Regions from separate parts of the Zea mays genome. Here region 2 is linked to region 1. The links are chromatin contacts, called in public Hi-C maps. All regions are on one chromosome and are shown on one strand. Each heading gives the region's core, a stretch centred on a gene start, on an enhancer-like site or on the middle of the called end of the contact. The rest is flanking DNA. Distances are from core to core; before and after follow the strand shown.

What was found. Hi-C and Micro-C count contacts between places; a contact is called where the count stands out from the background.
Region 2: a Hi-C map of leaf shows a contact between it and region 1, with 4 times the contacts expected there. The contact joins the promoter of LOC100193571 here to the promoter of LOC778435 in region 1. A contact is called at or near these places in 7 of 25 Hi-C or Micro-C datasets (bundle sheath, ear, leaf and 3 more).

The regions. Positions count from the first base shown.
Region 1 is chr9:128,929,807-128,933,518 of Zm-B73-REFERENCE-NAM-5.0, reverse strand. LOC778435 (brittle stalk 2) reads right to left here and starts at 1,566. Exons shown (of 3, transcript NM_001112458.1): 1 at 1,400-1,566; 2 at 287-1,270; 3 at 1-200. The coding sequence starts at 1,478.
Region 2 is chr9:129,095,187-129,098,898 of Zm-B73-REFERENCE-NAM-5.0, reverse strand. It overlaps LOC100193571, which reads left to right and starts at 1,692. Exons shown (of 3, transcript NM_001138680.1): 1 at 1,692-1,760; 2 at 3,109-3,366. The coding sequence starts at 3,142. It overlaps LOC103639049 (vacuolar protein sorting-associated protein 52 A), which reads left to right. Exons shown (of 20, transcript NM_001358890.1): 19 at 382-439; 20 at 520-1,102. The coding sequence ends at 821.

The DNA.
Region 1 (3,712 bases), core at 317-2,816:
GTAGGGGTAGGAGTCCGGCGGCGGCATCTTGCACTCGTCGCCGTTGAAGTAGATCTTGCGCGGGAACGCCCAGCCCATGCTGAAGGTGAAGGTCCTTGCGTCCTTGCGCATGAGCACCTCCGACTGCACGTTGCCGAACGGGCCGGCCTCCATGAGAAAGTCGTTGTAGAACTTGAGCCCGTAGAACATGCCAGTGTCATCTGCATTAATTGCATATATATATTTGAGACACCGATGATTATGTACATGTCATGTCATGTCATCAGATGACGATGATTATACTCACTGATGCTCCCGTATGGTTGCAGCGGCTTGTACTGGAAGCTGAAGACCTCGGTGACGTTGTCCAGGTTGGGGTGCTGCGCCACCAGCGTCCACTGCGTGTAGTTCATCCTGTAGTTGTAGTTGGTGATGGCGATCTTGGCGCGCCAGTAGTCCTTGTAGTTGAGCTTGACGTGCCAGTGCACCCGGATGGGGCACATGTGCGGCGTGCACTGCAGCAGCGCCTGGCCGTCCTTGCGCGGCGTGTTCACCCCGGCCGACAGCGCGCGCTTGGAGTCCCCCTCGATGCAGCCGCCCGGACCCGCGTGGCCGCCGTGGCCGCCGCAGCCGCACGCGCACCGGGCGCACGGCACGATGGTGCTGTTGTAGAAGGAGGAGAAGGAGACGCAGCAGGACGGGTACCGGGACGCCAGCTGCTGCGAGTAGGTGCAGGTCACCGTCCACGTCATGAGCGCCTGCGTCCGGCGCCGGTGGTCGGGCGTCCAGTACACGGTGGACGGCACCACGGCGGCGGGCCCGCAGGTGTAGCCCAGCCCGGGCCCCATGAGCGTGAAGTTCCTGGGCAGCTTCACCGTCTTGTTGGTGGTACCGGCCAGGCCGACGGAGACCTGGAACGCGGAGACGGACCCCGCCGGGTCCTGCCCGTACGCCGACACCACGCCGGCCTTGCAGCAGTTGGCGATCTGCTGGTTGTAGGGCACCCCCGGGAGGAGGTCCACCACGGCCGGGGTGCGCTTGCAGCAGTGCGGGATGCCGCCCTTGAACTTGGAGCAGTCCCCCTGCTCCGTGGCCTGCGCCCCCACGATGGACCAGATCACCTCCTTCTTGGCCCACGACCACCCCAACGTCCACCCGGGCGCCATGATGTGCCGGTACATCTGGTAGTTGCTCATCGTCACCATCGCCACGTACCCGTCGGGCGTCCACGAGATCACGTCCCACTTGATGGTGATGTTGCCGTTCGGGTCCAGGGGGTCGTAGGCCACCACTGCGCAAGTGCCAGTGTGTGTGCAGCAGCCGCCAGCCATGGCGACAGGAGAGGAGAGAATGTGAGCGTCGCCCATCGACCGATCGACACTGTTTACATTTTCAGATGAATGAAATATGGTAACCGAACCTGCAACGGAGCAGCAGGCGAGCGCGACGGCCAGAGCCAGCAGCGCGGAGGAGTCGCGGACGCGGAGCCCCATCGTCATGTCGACCCTTCCTTAGCTTGCGCGAGCCGGCCGGCGGCTGCTGCTAGCTAGCGCTGGTATAGTAGCAGTAGCAGCACAAGCTCCGATCCCCGATCCTGGAAGAAGCAGCAGCTAGAGGCAGGGCGAATAAAAGGCCGCACGCAGCGGCAAATTAAGAAGAAGAGAGCGAGGAGGAGCAAGATGCCCCATCGAGATCGAGATGGCACGTCACACCAGGCGCGGCCGGCCGGGCGGCTCGATCAGCTGGCCGACGCCGGTTGGTCGAGTTGCGTAACGAGGACTCGATCGAGCTACTCGGTTTGAAAAGAAATCGCGTGCGTGACGGAGGTGATGGCTCCGCTCCACCTCACGGAGGTGGTGTGGTGTGCGCTCTGCTCTCGGGCCGGATGAATGAATGATGCAGATCATCGCTCCGCCCCTGAAGCAACCGTGGTTGGTGACGGGAGGGAAGGGAGGGAGGGAGGAAAGGGACGCGGCGCGGCCGGAGGATCTACAGCGCAACGCAACGGTATCTCTTACGATCTTGGTACGAAACAGCTATCGATCCGTGATTGCGACGGACGAGCATGTTTAAATGAGTGAGGTGAGAAGATGCTGTTGCGCTAGTTGCGACGTTTGATCACACGCACAGCGGCACAGGCACAGGCACAGCTAGATAGGAAGTTGCATGCCTAAGCTAACCCCATGCTTGTTGTTCATCCTTTTTCACGTTTCTCAATCATTATTCCGCGTATCTGGAGACTATCTACCGTACCGAATGTATGTGTACGTACACGTAGAATTTCATTTTATATATCAGGGCCGTTCATATATGATATATACATACACAAAATTTCAGTGTTCACAAATTGCTGCTTCTAGCTATCCACTACCAGTGGCGGCCGTGAGATCTTAGAGGCACAGGACAAGGCTTAAATAGAAACCCATACAATTATTTTTTAATATATAAAAATATTAATATAAGTACTTAAGAAACATTTAAAACATTCATATCAATATAAACACTCAATAAAATTTGGTTGTTCTTTAATATTACCATTTTTAGTAGGAGATGAATTAAATTTAGGCTCATGATCATTCACACCATGTTATCTCACGTTGTTGTTTGAGGCGTCTCGCCTCTCGCACCCTTGATAGGCACACAGGACGTACAATCACGAGCTCTTACCTCTCGTACGAGTAGAACCAATTAATTAAGAATTAACCAAATGTATTTCATATTTGATTACATGTATGTATGACGTCGAATGGGTGGGGCCCTCGAAGATGAGGGGCCCGGTGCGACTGCCCCGTTCGCCTGCCCTTAGGGCCGACGTTGTCCACTACCATTACGTTAAGATGGATTAAGATGGATTCCTAGCACTATCGAACACGCTCTTTGCCGAGTGTTCATAGGTTTACTGAGAGCCAAATGTCAGGCACTCGGTGAAGATAAGATTTGTCGAGTGCCATTCTCGCCAAAACACTACACTCGGCGAAAACAGGGTATTTTGTCGATGGCCGAACACTTGCATACGGAGACACTCGACAACAGGGTATTTTGCTGATGCCCGAACACTTGCATACGGGCACTTGATAAAGGACGTTTTGCTGAATGTCCAACACTCGACAAAACCAGCCACTCGACAAAGTACCATCAGTAGCCGACGGCAGCTAACGACCACGGTACTCGACGAATCAGACACCTTTGCCGAGTGCCTTCCCAGACACACTTGGCACAGAGAAGACGTTTGAGCCTCATGCAACTTTTCTTTGTCGAGTGCCATGGCACAAGACACTCGACAAGGATGGAGGGTTTGCCGAGTGTCTTATCCAGATACTCGGCAAAGGTTATGTCATCGTGATGTCTGCTATCACTGTGCCTTTTCTTTATCAAGTACTTGTTGACACTCATCAAACACTTTGTTAAGTACCCGACAAAAAGTACTCAGCAAAAATACCATTACCGATGTTTGTTATTTTTATTTTCGAAGAAGAGGAATCCCACCTGATAATATATAATCAACTTATAGGGCTAGTTTGGAAGTCTAAAAAACGGAGGGGATTGGAGGGGCTAGAAGGGGGATTTTAGTCCCTCCAATCCCCTTCGATTTCGAGACTCCCAAACTAGCTCGCAGATGCCGAACAGCCCAGGGGGAATAAAAAGTTATTACGTGTCCGAGATGGCGAGAGAATAAAAGGTAAATATATAGTTCGTGTCAAATTTCCATTTTAGTTCTAGTGTTCCGACCCAT
Region 2 (3,712 bases), core at 443-2,942, 170 kb before region 1:
ACCTTGTGGCAACACATAAAAAAAAATCATGTGTTTAATGTTAATGACATTAGTGGTGGCTGAAGTTAGGTGTCGTTTGGTTCACATATTTGTAACGTAATGGATAACTGATAACGTTAAATCATTTTTGTTTTACTCTAACTGTAATCAGATAACATACTAAAAATTGATACCGGAGTAACCGGACTATTCAAACTTGTTACCGCCAGTAATCGAGTGCAAACCATTACCATTACCATTTACGTTACATTTCGTAAACCAAACAGCACCTTAGTTTCTGTTCAAGGTGTTCAAGGACTTCTGTGACGTTCATTAATACACTAGCGTTTTCTAAAAAACTCTACTGAAGTTTCTTGATGCATTGCATGTATCATTCTGCAGGAAGAGTTGCTCCTGGAGCAGTTCAGTAGTTTGATCAGATTCGTCAAATCTCGTCCAGGTAAGTTGAGATCTCATGGCAACTGTATGCCCTTTTTCTTTCTTACTTTTGAATCACATTTCATACTTGACCTTTATCAGCGGATGAGACGGCTGCAAATTCCGAGAAAGCCAGCATTGCCGAAGTTGAGCCACTGGTAAAGGATTTCGCGAGCCGGTATAAGGCCGCGATCGAGCTGATGCACTATGATGTGATCACATCTTTCAGCAACTTTCTTTGCGGGATGGAGATCTTGAGAGCGACGCTCGCACAGCTCCTGCTATACTACACCAGGCTCTCCGAGTGTGTCAAGAGAATCAACGGCGGCTCTGCTCTCAACAAGGACCTTGTCTCCATATCCTCCATCCTGTTCGAAATCAAGAAGTATTCTAGGACGTTTTAGTTGTTTCACCCCCTTCCATGTACACTAGGACGGCTAGCTGAGGGGTAGCTGTGTATCCTTACTTTGTAACTGGTATGTGCGACTGCAGGGGAAACAAGGGCATTTTGTCGTGGTTTGTATCTTCGTCTGTGTTACCCGACTTGACCCCTGCCCCTTTCCAGCACAGAACTATGATCTCTAGGCTGTCTCCACAGTTATCCTATTCTATCTTCTGTCCTATCATCTATTTTAAACTTCATTTTGTAAACAGTATCGATTATAGTGCAAATCTACAATTTTATACGATCCGCTGTGGATAACCATATGCTGCATACTAATGAATGCGTACCAAACGCTTGCCTTAATGTTATTTTTATGACTGGCAATTTTCTAGTGTTTATAGCTTCTATGTTTCTGATCTGCGTAATTTAGTTCAAAGCATCTCAGCATTTTGAAAGCAATCACATCTTACACTAGGGTGGTATTCAATGTGAATGTTAAATTTCATATTGCTAGAAGATTCATGGGAATATTTGAAGAAATAAATAAAGATTATGCGATGACAGATATTTGTTGGAAAATATTCATGAGTAGCAAACGTAACGTTTGCTGTTTGCAACCCGAGGCAGCAACTACTGAGTAACTGAATAGCATTATGCCATGCCGATGCGTGTTTTTTTCGAAAACGAAAAAGGAAAACCATTATGCGTTTCCGAGTATCGAGCGTCTCCTTGACGCGGGCGCCCGGGGCCATCTCCACCGTCAGTGGCGAGATCGGACGGCCTGCTGGAGGTGTTGGGCCCATCCGTCCCCGGGTACTGGGACCACCCGATCCCTCTTCAATACAAAACCAGCCGCAGTTCTCCATTTTCGAGCGCAGAAGCGAGAGAGATCCGGAGCAGCCGCAGTCCCACCGACCCCGCCGCCGGTCGCCCTCCATCTCCTCGCCGCTGCCTCTCGGTAAGGCCCTTTCCTTTGCCCGCTCAACCCTCGGTTCGTTGTCTCGCTTCCATGTCCTGATTTGCGCCGTAAGCGCCCGAATCTAGCCGCAAGGTTGAGATCCGCGTCCATTTCTGGCTTCCGAGCGTCCGCTGCTTGTCGGTAGACGCGGATCTGTTGAATTTTGTGACTCACCGTCGTCGATCCGCAGGGTATCCCCTCCCTAGGGACCGTGAATGCGGCTGTTGCGGCTGTACGCATTAGATTCTTCGGAGTATGTTGCGGCTTAGATTCTCCAGAGAAAGATGAAGATCTGTTGTGCATTGCGGTCTTCGGTGGTTGATCCGTCGATTTTTTTCGTTTCATGTTGTGTCTAGGTTAGACCTAATTGTTTAGGTAACCTCGTATCACTGGTTGCGTATCACTGGCTCCTTGTATGGTTTATTCGATAACCGGAACGTCAACCGTAAAATTTTGGAACTATAATGTGGAACGAGGTTCCTGAAACAGCCAACTAGTAAATATTCCTGTATAGAAAAAAATAATTCAATGCAACGTGAGCACATGATTAACTGTTTGTTCATGTAATATGAGCACATGGTTAGCGATCCCTTTGTCTTAGTGCTTTGCCAGTCCTCTGACCTCTGCTCCTCCAATATCCTCGTGGTGCTCCGCTTCCGCGAAGGTACATGCCCCTTGCTTGTGCAGGATGATGGTTTATCCGACATCCTACTCGAGTGAGGGCTGTGTCCCAACCATGGTTCCATACGATGTTCCATATGGTCCCATTCCCGATCGGGCCATGGAACCCCACATGGTTCCACATTCCCGGTTTCATAGAATTGTACAAGGACCTGTCATATATGACTAGGCAGATGTTCTTTTGAACTTTGTTACTTGGCAGAGTTAAACCGAAGATGCTTTATTTTCCTTGATTGTTCTATCAATCTGTTTAGTTTTACATTTGTTGGTGCATCAGTTTTCTGCACAAACATGCAACATAGAAGGAAATCAGTGTCTATCACTCTATCTGAGTATCTGAGTAAAAGTATATCTGGAAGATCGGTTCGTTACATCCTTAATAAGATCGTTACCAAGATTCCATGACAGATCGAGATATGTTTTGATGTTTTCATCTGTTTGTAGTTACAGTACCTAATAAAGTTTAATAGAGTTGATCCTGTCAAACTATATCTTCTCTGTTTTACTTTGTTCTTGGAGAATTATATCCTTACCAAGTGTTGGTGGCAGATCGAAACATACTTTAGTATTTTAAAAATTATTTGTGGTACTTGAAATTAAATTGATTTGCATTGTCTCTCTTGTACCTTTATACAATGTGTCGAAGTAATGCTTGATACCTGATTAGATCTTTGTACAGTTTCTCTTTTCAATAATCAAGATGAGCCGTGGTGGTAGTGCCGGTGGTGGTCAAAGTTCTCTGGGTTATCTCTTTGGAAGCGGTGAGCCCCCCAAACCAGCAGTGGCACCAGCTGCAAGTGCTCCACCTGTTGAGAAACCATCTGCTGCAAAGACTGATGCGGCCAAGCAGGTTGCTGCTGGGGTTACCAGCCAAACCAATAACTACCACAGGGCTGATGGTCAGAACACTGGCAACTTCCTTACGGTATGCTACTTTATGTTCTTTCATTTCACATAGGCTTTTTACATATTATGTGTTGCCATCATCCATTGATATGCTTAGAAATGACGTCATATTTTGTGGGGTGCTTATATTATGTATAATCATGTTTTGAGAAAACATCATGGTAGTTTGTGCTGCATTATCACGTAATGTCTGTACTTATTCTTACAACCCGATAGAATCATGTTGATGGAAAGACTTCCAGTCATGTTTATTGCTTTTTAAATTGTACCGAGTCTTGATTGTTGCTGGGCTGCTGACCTTTTAGACTACCAATCATGAGCCATATACCATTTTATCATCAACACTAAATGCCAACACATTGTTA